Linked DNA regions of Mus musculus: all the other regions are linked to region 2. The links are chromatin contacts, called in public Hi-C and Micro-C maps. All regions are on one chromosome and are shown on one strand. Each heading gives the region's core, a stretch centred on a gene start, on an enhancer-like site or on the middle of the called end of the contact. The rest is flanking DNA. Distances are from core to core; before and after follow the strand shown. Region 1 overlaps Rhoj (ras homolog family member J). Region 2 holds the start of Kcnh5 (potassium voltage-gated channel, subfamily H (eag-related), member 5). Region 3 holds the start of Rhoj (ras homolog family member J).

Region 1 (4,170 bases), core at 31-2,530, 180 kb after region 2:
GAGGAGGAGAACACGAACAAGAAGAAGGTGATCCCGCAGTACAGATCAGTAATTCCAGCACTGGGGAGGTGGAAACAGGAGGATCTCTGGGGGTCATTAGCCTGCCAATCTAGCCAAATTGTGAGCTCCAGATTCACTGAGAGATACTGTCTCAAACAAGAAGCTAGAGAGTTATAGAAGAAAGTGCCTCTGGCCTCAACACACACATGCACACACATACACACACACACACATACACAGTCACATATACTCATTCACACAGAGATATACATGCACACAAATTCCATTTTTAAAAAATAAGAAAACTGACACAAAACACATCATATAACCTATCCAAGGTAATGGGACTATTTAAAAGTAGCTTTCAGCAAATAAAGGTTTAGAGCTACAAATTCATTTTACTCAACTCCAATTAGGTCCATGAACATACGGTTATTTGTGCATACATACATGTTTGCACACTCTGAAAGCAGCATCATATATACTGAAAAAATTCTGAATTTTGAGTCACAGAAGTGTGATCTTTAACACAGTGTCCTGTATATGACCTCTGTGTGACTGTGAGAGAAGCTGAGTACCAAAGGCCCGCCTTCCAGCCAGTGACGTCTTGGAAACACTAAGCCCGAAGCATTTCCATCTTTCTCTGAAGAGCCATGTGTGTGTCCTCTTCAACCGGCTCGGCACTTTTGTTTTAATGTGCCTCTGCCTCGCTTTTGAATCATCTCAATTCAGGCTCCCTAACAGGAAAAAAATAAAAATAAAATAAAAATAAAAAACCTCAAGTCATCAAAACAGACTTCCTTCATTAAAAAGAGTCTCAGAAATGACAATGGTCTCCATCAATCGTTTGAGAAAACAAGGTTTTGTTTGCCTGTACAGATCTAACCTAAATGTAGACCAGCATATGAATTCAGAACTCTCATCTTTCTACGGATAAACACAAGTGGAAAGGTTTAGAAAATTCATAACTGCCCTTGGGACAGACCTCATAGAAGTTACAGTAATGAGAGAGATCAAAAGAAGGGAGGGCTTAGAGCCCAAGCTTTAAGTTCAAACAGACTTGAATTCTAATCCCAGCTCATTGTCCGTTCCCCGTGTAACTATGTTATTCTTAGATGATTTATTATCCTCTCATAAAGCAAAGACGCTCCCTCGCACAAGGGTCCACAATATTTCAAAGAGCCAAGTTTAAGAGGCTCGGGCTTCCCTTCCCCACCCAGAGCTCTTTCCTGGCAGAGCTGAGGAGCTGGGCCAGGCTCCAGGGAAGGGCAGAGCCTGCTGTTTCCCATCACCTGCTGGACGACTTTCCCTCTTTCCCCCACATAGCCTCCCTCCTCACCACACACCCTTTCCCCTTGCTCTTCCAAATATTTTTCTTTTAGTCTCGGACAGTTTCACTTCTCTCTACTTTCATGCGTGAGTGAGAGGCGCAAACGTGCAACAACGAAATATTAAAATTTTAAGTTCCAGGTGTCTGGGGAAATTAGGATTAACAAGAAGCAGCAGAGCTGAGAGCCTGTAACTGTCCAGAGGCTCTTCAGAAGCTCTGTAAAAAGCATAGAGTAGTAAGGCTTTGCAAACTGACCTGACCTGTTCGCCTCGAAGTTCTGCCTCTTAACTATTAGTATATTCTTGGAAAAACCTGAAAGGCCCAGGGTTCCTTTCTCTTTTACTGTGAAAGTGGGGGAACTAGACAAAAGCATTCACATATGGCACTTAGAATCTATAGGCAAAATGTGTCTGTGGACTGTTATAAACCCCACCTCCCTCCTCATCGCCCCTGAACCTTGCTTTCCAGTGGCCACTACGTTCCAAGTTACACTTTGCTACGGTAGTATATGGAGCAAAGAGACCCTCCCTGGCTTTCTTATGTAACTATAATCAGCTTTCCCATGTGCTAGTGAAATCCACCCTTGGAAGGTAAACCCTGAGAAGAGATGGGTGGGTAAACACTTCCTAATTTGAAAACTTGGCAGACAACTGGATCATGGCCATTTCACAGGTTTGTATGAGAAGGCTTCAGAGTCAGCCTTCTGTGGACATAGGCCCGTCTGTTCATTTCTACCGTCCACTGGGTTCCAACCCACTCCCCTCTTATAACTTTAGAGACAAAACTAAGAGGCAATGCAGCGATGGTGTGGGAAGCAGAGATCTGGGATTGTACAGGGGGCTTCCAGAAGACATTCCTGGGTGAAGTGAAAATTATGAAAAAAACAAAAAAAAACAAAAAAGCGGAGCAGCCAGATCCCAGGCTGCGTACACTTCAGCAAGGCTGAAATCATGAACAGGTTTTCTCTTGTAGACTCCTGTGTGAGGTAGGTCCTAGGACTGCCAACAAGTGCCCTGCATGATGCACTTGAAGGTTCAGATCTGAGGCAGCCTCTCCAATAAAGGCTATCTGCCATCTAATGTACCTGTTTTCCAAGCATGAAATTGGGAATTAAAGCCTCTGCCCTTGGCTTCTGTTTCTCCTTGTAACTCTAGAAATTAGCCTGTTCTGATGAGTGTCTGCTTTTGTTTGTTTTTTAATGCAGAAAGAAATCAAGAAACTATAAGCTTAGGGGATGAAATGTTTCATTGTAAATGTCTGCGACAAAACTGATACATTTGTATTAGCAAAGTGTAAACTGTCTTTCTGGCTCGGAGAAGCAAATTGTCTCATTTTTCTTCTGAATGCCCAAGATAGCATTCACCACCATGGCTTTTGGTAGGACTTCCCTGTTTTGCCTTCTTCTTGCCTACTTCTTATGGGAGAAATAAGTTAGATCCCATACAAAATGTTTCTTCATCGTCTCCAATAAAGGATCATTTTAATAAATTGTGAGGTGGACCTTTGGCTGAGTATTTCAGTATTGAGCATTGAGCGGTTATGAATTGAGCGTGCATCTCCCACACATGCACGGCTTCTTTCACGATCTAGTGATTAATCAAATTCAAATCTGGGCAAACTTTTGATAACATGCATCGAAGTGGATGTGATTTGATAGGATGGAAGGTTTACACAACCCAGGAAATGAGATTTGTTTGGAACTTTGCTGGCGTACATGCCTTTCCCTTTGAGTCAGAGTTCCCTAGATGTTAGTGTTATGGGAAAAGAATCTGCTCCCTCCCATCGACACCACCACCACCACCACCACCACCGGACTGCTTACTTTGTTTTTCCATTTTAGCTCTTTGTCATGCTAAGGTAGTCAGAAGGGAATTCCACATTTGTTACTTGGAGATGTCAAAGACGTAAAAGGGATGAGGGTTTGGCTCTGAATACAATGTGTTTTCTTCGAAGGAGAACTCAGTACTGCCTTCTAGTTCTAACAGCTTTCCTGCCTCCATCTGAGAAGCATGTATTGTCATCCCGGAGCCATAAAGGGAACACGGCAGGAAAGCTACAGGCAAAGCCCTACCTGCTGGTGAAGCCTGACTTCTGGCTCCCATGACGAGGTCTAGACCTGCATGCTTGAGCTGGCTCCATTCTCAGGCTCCTTTTCATAGCTCCATGATCTCTGCCAGTTCCCAAGGCTACCTCCCTCCTCACTTGTAATCAGAAAAGGACCTATTCCCTGTGGCTCAATGAAGGGCCTGGAATTAATTCTCTCTACTGATAGGACTTGGAGCATGTAATAACTCTTAACCAATCTGAGAGTCCATAAAATCCATGAAGATTTAGGCCAATCACAACTCACCTTGGCAGCCTGAAAGGGTCCAGTATGTGAGGCTGAGAATTTTCGCACTTTGGGAGGAAAAGAGTGTACTAAATTAATGTCAGAAGGAACAACACATGGCCACAAATATCCCTGTCCTTCTCTTTTCTTTTAATATCTTGTGTGGGATGGGAGCTAAGGTGCACATGTTCATGAATGCAGAGGCCTGAAGTTCATAACAGAAAAGATCTTCCATTGCTTTTCTGCCTTATTGGTTGAGACAGGGCCTCTCAGCCAAACCCATAGTTTGGCAGCAATGGCTAGCTTGTCCTGGGAACCCTTTCTCTGCCCTCTGAGACTGGAATTATAGGCAGGCCACCTCACCCAGCCAGTGTGGATACGTGCTTCTGGGGGTCTGAACTTGGATCCTCAGGCTTGCTCAAACACTTGAACCACCAAGCCATCAGCCAAGCCAAATGTCCCTGTTTTTACACAGCGAATAGCTTCCCCAGTGTGGGCATAGTGATGGGAA
Region 2 (3,845 bases), core at 227-2,726:
CCTATAAACTAACACGCAATGAAGAAAACAAATAAAACGTGAAACTTTAAACCAAATTTGATCCGAGTAACTGCCTTCCCATTTTCCAAGCACTGACTGTTTAGGATTCAATTCCGACTACTCGCCCTAAGGCAGGGTACTTTCAGTTGTGCACAGTGGGTCCAAAAGCCATCCTAGTGACTTAAATTTGATGAAGTGGCCACTTTCCCAGTCATTCCCAACTTAAAAGGAAAGCTTCCTCCAAAAACTGGCTCTAAGAATTTGGTCAGCGCTTGCAGCTTGTTTGGGGAGCGATGGGACAAGGAGCGATTCATCATCAAAGTGAAATTCAAAGCTATTTTGATGGACCTCCGCTCTACCCACCCCCTTTCCTAGCTCCTACTCTAAGGTCTGGACAGGTGGGAGGGGGTACATCTCTCTTAGGAAACAGATGCAACTTAAGTCCCTCCACCACCTCCTTCCCGGCCCCCACCCACCCTAAGCCACCAGGTACCACTGCCTACACCCCCTCCCCCCTTAGAAGAGGGATGGGATGGGCAGGACGGGGGCGCCGTGGGCGGGATGAAGGTAGGGAATGTTCTGAACTGCAACTCTCCTTACCACTGGAGCGCCTGACGATGTTCTCCAAAAATGTGTTCTGCGGAGCCACCAGCCCTCTCTTGCCCCCCGGCATCCTGGGTCTGGAAAGCAGCGGCCAGGATCCGCGGCGGGGGAGGGGGGGAAGCAGGAAGAAAAGGTGGAAGAAGAGGAGGAAAAGGTAGTGGAGATGGTGCTGAAAGAAAAGGGGGCGCGGCGGCGGCGGCGGGGTCCCCTGAGTGTGTCTCCAGCCCGACCCGGATGAGCAGCTCTGGGAAGGAGGACCAAGCAGTTCATGGTAGTAGCGCTCCCCCGGCCGCCGCTGCCCAGACTGTGGCGGTGCCGCACACGGGGCTGGGGAACTGCAGGCTCCGCCGGGCACAGTGCGCCTGCGCCGCCCCCGCTGTCGCTGTCCCGCCGGTGCTGATGCTGAGGCTGCTGCTGAAGATGCTGCCGGGGAGGCAGGAGCCCGGACGCGGGCTCAGCATTTCTCCCTCTGCCCCGCGCCCGGGCTCTGGGAGAGAGCGAGGAGCAACTCGACTTCCCTCTCCCCACCCCTAGCCCAGGCTAAGACCCCATTCCTTAGCTCTCTGCTCCCTTGGTCTCCTAGCCCACCCTTCTCACTCAGCTGTTTCACAGCTACCCAGGGCAGCCAAAGTTCTGTCCAGGCTTTGCGAGCGCCTAGTGGCTGCTCCTTTCTCCAGGAAGATCCAGACAAGTGCTCGCTGGCTGGTGCGGGCTGTTGTTCGCGAGGCAGGCACCAGAGAGGGAAATGGCAATCTCTGGGGAGAGCAGGTCACATCTCAGCTTCTCCTGCTGCCGCTGTCCGAAACCCCAGCAGCTCCGGAGGACTCGGGTCCTGGGGCTGAGATGCAAGAGGGCTCCTGCTCTAGCCCAGACTGTGCGCCGAGTAGGAAGTGACTGGGTGGCGCTCGGGGACGCGGAGCAGCCACCTGACGCTGCTACCGCCCCCCTCCGGGCTCTGGCGCCTGAAGCCTCCACACGGGAGCTTTCTACACCCTGAGAAACCCCACTATTTGGAGCAGAAGCCAGATGGAATATGAGAGCAGAGCTGGCACCCGGAATGGCCCTGCGCCCCAGGCTGGATTTGGCGCGCGAGGGGTGGGGAGGGAGGTTGGCTCTGACACAGCCTCTGGAGAGCTACCCCAGGGCTGCTAAGTACAGGAGAACAGGAAACCGGATCCCCCTACCCAAACTTGGAAAAAAGAAAAAAGAAAAATAAGAGTTCACTTAATGCTCGATGCTAGCAGTCCAAAGAGAGAGTCAACAATTCAGACAAGAGCGCGAGCAACCGGCAGCGCTTGCGTGGAAAAGTGGTACAAGCTGAGAGAATAAAGCTGCGCAAGGCTGGGGAGAGGCCGCCCTCCTCTACATTCAGGACCTGGACCGGAGTGGGACTGTTAAAAAGCGGTCTAAAAGCAGGGGGCAGCCACACGAAAGGGAAATTTCCACAAGTGAGAAAGGGACCGGAAGACATGAAAAGAAAGGGGGAGCCCAAAGAGCTTGGCAGCCCCTTCTTTTGTGAAAGGCGCTGTTTTTGCTCCAGGCTACAGCATTAGCATCCCCTAAGAAGTCTTGACATGCAAATTTGGGGGCCTTATCCCTAAGTAGGGGCGCTAAGAACTCTGAGGATGGAGTTTATCAATCTGTTGGTAATAAACCCTCTGCCTAAATATGATACCCAAGCCACAAGCGTAGGGCAACCCTAAACTTCCCTTTAGGAGACTCCACCTGGGCCTGTGGAGTCAAGAACCCTCTGGGAACAGAAAAGGCTCTGAGTTGGGGGAGAGGCAGGGGGCAAAGGGTAAAGGTTAGTTGAATGATACATCTTGGTTGCTGGGGTCAAGCTACCCAGGGCGAGGTAATCTTTGTGGAAATGATTGCCTGTCAAACAGAGGGCATCCTGAGAGTAAGAGCAGCAGCATCTACTTGCTACCTACGGGCCTGTGACAGTGAAATACTCCTCCATTCACTGGCCTTTAAAGTGCTCTCCCTAGCTCTCTGTCTCTCTGTCTGTCTCTGTCTCTGTCTGTCTCTTGCTCGCTCTATCTATCTATCTACCTACCTACCTACCTACCTACCTACCTACCTACCTACCTATCTATGTATCTATCTCTGGCAGAGAGTTAAATGTAAAGCCAGGATCCAGGTTTTACCCTACGGTAATTTTTCTTTCCTCCAAAATTTCCGCTCCCCACCCAGAGCCAGGGCAGCTGCACAAATTTGAAAGGTGGCCATGCCAAAAGTTAGCTCCATGGAGATTCCTTCTGAGGGAAAATGAAAACGGGTTGGGCCACAGGAATAACAAGGACTTCACAACCAGACCCATCACTACAACCCCAATTTTAAACACATACTTCATTTCCCCTTCTGCTGTGTCTTACATGACCTGTTCTAAAAGATCCCAGATTACTCAGCTGTTGGTGGAGTGCTGAATATACAGACATAATACTTGAAAATACAAGCATCTCTATGCAAGGTTTCTATCCTTGACTTGTAGCATGATAGGGCAATTCTACCATCAACGTTGACGGGGAATATTTTCAGCCTATATGTTCTTTTGCACATCCTCAGCTGCCCACATCTCGCCTCTGGGTATTGATTTGAAGTCTCAGCTTCCCAGCGTTTCCTATCTAATATAAATATCCCCGTCCTAATCAGTTCTCTGTGGGTGTATTAGCTCACACTTCCCAAAGAGGAAACTCTTCGGACTCCATTAAGACGCAGTCACACAATCACTGTAGAATGTCCCCATTATTCCCATCCACAGCTTTAATTAAAATGGCATGCTTCCTTTCTTCTTTATCCTTAATTTCTGGATGGCATTACACTGTTGGCTTATCTTAATGACTGTATGGAACTAAAGCAGCTAGCTGGGCATTACAAAATGTCAAAGCATTTGGTTACACTTCCCTTAATGTTCCAGTTTAGATTCTCACTCAGGCAAAAACTGATGCCTGGAAAGATAAAGTGTCCTAATCTAGAGGAAACAGTGCTTTAGAGCACTTGGGGTAGAAACTAGAATAGGGCCTCCTACCCGTAACCAGGGCTCCTTGTAAATAATAACCTGAGCTTGGATTTGTATGGCAACAGCCGACAACATCCAGTCATCTTTATTGCCATCACTCACAGCTACGGGAAAGAGGAACCCCTAGCAACAACTTGCAACAACTCCCAATCAAATCACAGTGGAAGAAAGCAAAGCAGAGAGAGAGGCTGTGGAGGCAGCAGCATCGCGGTGGTGGCGG
Region 3 (4,143 bases), core at 1,227-3,726, 130 kb after region 2:
ATTTTATCTTCTTGTTATTTTTTAATAGAATACTCAAAACTTCCTTCTATAATTGTTACATTTTTGTTAAATGGTGATAAAACAACTTTATAGTGAGAAATACAGCCAACATTCTCCAGAGCTATAAGCCATTTGCCTTCCATATGTCTTCCAGCCTGGCATAAGTACCACTCCACAGATGAAGAGACACAGAACTAGCTTCTTGAAGTGTCTTAAAGGTCGCAGTACAAAGTCCGCATGACCATAAGAATGGACTTAACTGTCTGTGCCCCATGGTGCAAGATTTAGTTACACATGGAAATAGCAACCTCACCAAAAGCCTCTATAGCCGATATCTATAGTGTGCAGGTGTAGGTTCTGCCACTCTCAGCCTAAAGGCCAAGGAAGACCCTGCTCACAGCTCTGCCAACCACTGTATCATCACATTGTGCTCGGAAGATCCTGTTCACTTCCAAGCAGCAGGTTTGGGGGTCTTTTAAGTTTGGGGGAGAAGGGATGTTTGCACTGCCAATCAATCACCTTTTAACCTGCACAGGTTTGTGTGACTACCTCCTTCATCCTCAAAGCCTTCTATCAAAAGTATAACAGAAGTTTCTAAATTACAATTCCCTGCATACCCTGCGGTCCCCAGAAAGACTAACTGGAAATAAAATTACACCAACTACAGGCAACTGTGGGGGCCTTCACGTGCTTCACAACGGGGCTTCATATGATCCATTTACACTCCAAGTAGAGTCAAATAAGTGATCTCTGTCTGTCATTCAAGCTGTTCATCAGTGTGTGGTACTTCCCTCCCAGCTCAGGGTAGGATGATGCTTCTGACCCTTCAGTTGAGCCCCTATAAGCGTGCAACTTGTTCTGGCCAGGGAATGTTAGCAGAGGGTCACTTCCTAAAGAAAACAGAGCCAGAGTTTCTCCATGTCCATTTCCTCACCTGCCATGGTGTGCATGACAGTTCAATCAGCCCCAACCCTGAATAAAAAGAACAATGCTGTATACAAGATACACAGGAGGGGGGGAGGGGGAGGGGGAGGAGAAAAAGGAGGGAGGAGAAAAGGGAAGAGGAAGAGGAAAAGGAGGTGGAGGAGAAGGAAACGGAGGGTGCAGAGGAGAAGGAGGGGAGGAGAAGGGGAGGAGAAAAAGGAGGAGGAAAGGAAGGAAGGAGGAAAAGAAGAGGGAAGAGGAAAAGGAGGAGGAAGAAGAAGAAAGAAAGAGAGAGAGAGAGAGAGAGAGAAAGAAAGAAAGAAAGAACGAAAGGAAGGAAGGAAGGAAGGAAGGAAGGAAGGAAGGAAGGAAGGAAGGAAGGAAGAAAGAGAAAGTTATTTCGAATTCTGAACTTTGGGGATTATTGTTATGGTAACATAACATCCCTGATACACTCTATACCTAATTGAAATGTTTTTCTTTCATAGGAAAGAAATGTTGGGGCACCAAGCATCATGGCAAGTTTTACTCTATTCAAAACAGAAGAGGTGTGGACTCTGTACCTTGACAGCATGCACATGAGTTGTAGGTACCTAAGTTACTGACAGTCACTAAAGCTGACTTTTCCCCGTCCCGGCCACAGTGAAACCGCTCAAAGCCCTTAGATAATCTGCAATCTTCAAAATCTCATAGGAAAGCAAAGGGTTTTTTTTACTTTAACCCATTCGTCAAAATCATTTGTAGGTTCACGTTGTCCATTATCAAATGGGGCTTCGTTCTCAGGCACCAAACTGGCTGCTATGCGCCTGTGTCATTGAGGAGAGCTGGGCCTACCCAGGGGGAGATGATTCGAAGAAAAGGAGAAGCCTCTATGCATACACAGCATTAGAGACTCTAACCAAGCCAAAAGGCCACACTATGTGCCTCTCTCTCTCACTTCCAAAAGTGTGAGTCCTGAGCTCAGCATATCTGATTGAGCCCAATATCTGATTGATTTCCTCTGTTTAAAAAAAAATCATTGGGGTTGTTTTGGGGAGTCTGAAATGTATATTTGAGCATTGTGCTCAAACACAGACTTGTAAACTTGGTCACTCATAATATACCTACAACCTGCACAACGTTCCCCCCTCTTCAAAATCGTGTGACTCTGGAAGATTTCCTTCCTTGTTGCGGAAAAGAATTGCTTGAGATTCTCGTTTAAGGGAAAAAAAAACTGTCGATTTGAACTGGTGAGTCAGGGAGGGAGGATGACGTCATATGTTAGCCTGCAATCCCTATGAGGTCCTCTCAGCTCCCTCAAGCTCTCAAACTCAGTCCTCTCCCTAGTTTCCGCGGCAGACACTGCTCCCCGGGTTCCATCCTTTCTTCTTTGGCTTCTTCCCAGCCACAAGCCAGCAGCCTGGCTAGCTAGCAGGGGATAAAGCAGGAAGTTTGACAGCTTAAGCTGGCTGCAGGACCCCTAGTGTTTTCCCCTCTCCGTGTCCTGGCCTGGTTCCCCAGAAGTCCAAACACACGCACAGAGCCCCATTGTTGCCGCCTTCCCCGGCCCACTGATCCTAATATGGAATGCAGCAGGAAACCCACGATTTCCTGACACTCGGCAAGCTGGAGGAAGCGAGGGGGGGGAAACTCCGTTTAAAAGCCCTTCTCTCCTCCATATTAGTTGTGTGGTGGAAAACCGGGCAGGAGTTATCCAAATCCCACCGTGTCATTAGCCAGGCTGGGGATGGGGAGGGTAGAGTGAGATTCTCACGGGCTGCTGATATTTCTAGACTGCCAGGAAGTCCCGGGAAGTCTATGGACATGAGAGTTTCTTAACTCCAGCTCTACCCCCAACTCCACTTCTCCGTTGGGATTGGGAGAAAGGGACAGACCCTTTTCATCCCTCCTCCCAAGAGTGCCTTCCTTCTCCAGCATGGTGAGCTGCGGGGCTCGAGTGTGTCTGGGCTGTGCCTGGGAGAGCCCGGCCAGCCAGAGTCAGGCCGCCTGAGCTCCAGCCTGGGGCCGGTGCCACCGCTCCATGCACTGCAGAAGCCCCAGCAGCTGCTGCGGGAGCCGCCAACATGAGCTGCAGAGAGAGGACCGACAGCAGCTGCGGCTGCAATGGACATGAGGAGAACAGGATCCTGAAGTGCGTGGTGGTCGGGGACGGCGCGGTGGGGAAGACCTGCTTGCTGATGAGCTACGCCAACGACGCCTTCCCAGAGGAATACGTGCCCACTGTGTTTGACCACTACGCAGGTAGGAAAGCGTGGGGACCAACTCCGTCTAGATGAGCGGTGGGGTTCTGGGCACAGCTACCTAGCGTTCAGAGGGACCTGGCTTTCGCCAGAAAGTCACAGACTGATGTGGATCTGGCAGGTACCAGGTAACTCCATCAAGAATGGTGCTAGGATCCTGCGGAGACCCTGTACATCCATTCACATGCTTCTCCTATTGAAACAAATGTGCAATCCTGGGGAAATATCCTCCAGAAATGTTTCTCAACATTTTTGCCTAAACTTTCTTCAACTTTTCACGGTAATTATTTTTTTTTGAAGTGTAGTGTATTGCAAAATATTCCATTTTAAAAAAATCACCGCTAGACACATGGAAAGTGTTCTACTCTCTAAACTTTTTCTACTCCATGCTAGTCATGATCAAACGGCTAATAGAACCAGCTAATAAAACCTTCTTTTTTTTTTTTCCTGGATTACTTGGGGCTTAAATTTTGTACTTTCACTCTTCTGGGATGGTAGATAAGGAGAAAAGTGTCCCACGCTTTTAAATACTAAGTGGAAAATTAAGTAAAAGATGGCTATGTTTTTTAAAGTAAAAAATTCAAATGCAATTAAATCGTTTTCAACTATGTCCTGAAAAGACAAATTTGAGTATCTAGTATTTTAAACCGTGATCACCCCGATGCTGTAGTCACAACTTAATCCTTTCAGGGGAGTTTTAGTGTTTGAGGGTTTGAAGGTTTGTGGTGATGTCAGTCAGCATCATGCCTTGTTTCTTGACATAGCTGCCACCCCTAAGCTTCCCCTATGTGAACTGACCCGTTGCCTTGGACTTACTGTGGCCTCAGTTTTATAGTGCTTTTGAACACTTCGATCGATTGCCCTTGAGTTATCAGAGCTCTGGGGTCTGGTGGAAGGGAAATGTCTCTCTCTTCACCTTGGCTTGGGATCAGGATCAGCCTAAAGGAAGCCCTCACAGGAAGTCAGCCTGGAGCTCTGC

Evidence for each region. Hi-C and Micro-C count contacts between places; a contact is called where the count stands out from the background.
Region 1: a Hi-C map of uterus shows a contact between it and region 2, with 2.4 times the contacts expected there. The contact joins the enhancer-like site here to the promoter of Kcnh5 in region 2. A contact is called at or near these places in 9 of 39 promoter capture datasets (the C10 cell line, the HPC-7 cell line, embryonic stem cells and 5 more), 4 of 484 Hi-C or Micro-C datasets (embryonic fibroblasts, embryonic stem cells and uterus), 4 of 115 datasets of contacts at active chromatin or transcription factors (SST interneurons, embryonic stem cells and forebrain) and 2 of 9 other capture datasets (embryonic stem cells and liver).
Region 3: a Micro-C map of embryonic stem cells shows a contact between it and region 2, with 2.6 times the contacts expected there. The contact joins the promoter of Rhoj here to the promoter of Kcnh5 in region 2. A contact is called at or near these places in 4 of 39 promoter capture datasets (the C10 cell line, the SN4741 cell line and embryonic stem cells), 1 of 15 datasets of contacts at CTCF or cohesin (the NIH/3T3 cell line), 10 of 484 Hi-C or Micro-C datasets (cerebral cortex, embryonic fibroblasts, embryonic stem cells and 5 more), 5 of 115 datasets of contacts at active chromatin or transcription factors (astrocytes, embryonic forebrain, embryonic stem cells and 2 more) and 4 of 9 other capture datasets (adipose tissue, embryonic stem cells, macrophages and 1 more).

The regions. Positions count from the first base shown.
Region 1 is chr12:75,351,446-75,355,615 of GRCm38.p6, forward strand. All of the region lies in intron 1 of Rhoj (ras homolog family member J), which reads left to right. Among named protein-coding and RNA genes, the nearest start is that of Rhoj, 45 kb to the left of the region's middle. Within about 2 kb of position 1,281, at least 37 of the 459 cell types and tissues checked have an H3K27ac peak or open chromatin away from gene starts, as enhancers often do. A contact at or near this core is called in uterus, where this site is marked.
Region 2 is chr12:75,175,856-75,179,700 of GRCm38.p6, forward strand. Kcnh5 (potassium voltage-gated channel, subfamily H (eag-related), member 5) reads right to left here and starts at 1,477. Exons shown (of 11, transcript NM_172805.3): 1 at 601-1,477. The coding sequence starts at 673.
Region 3 is chr12:75,305,837-75,309,979 of GRCm38.p6, forward strand. Rhoj (ras homolog family member J) reads left to right here and starts at 2,477. Exons shown (of 5, transcript NM_023275.2): 1 at 2,477-3,165. The coding sequence starts at 2,988.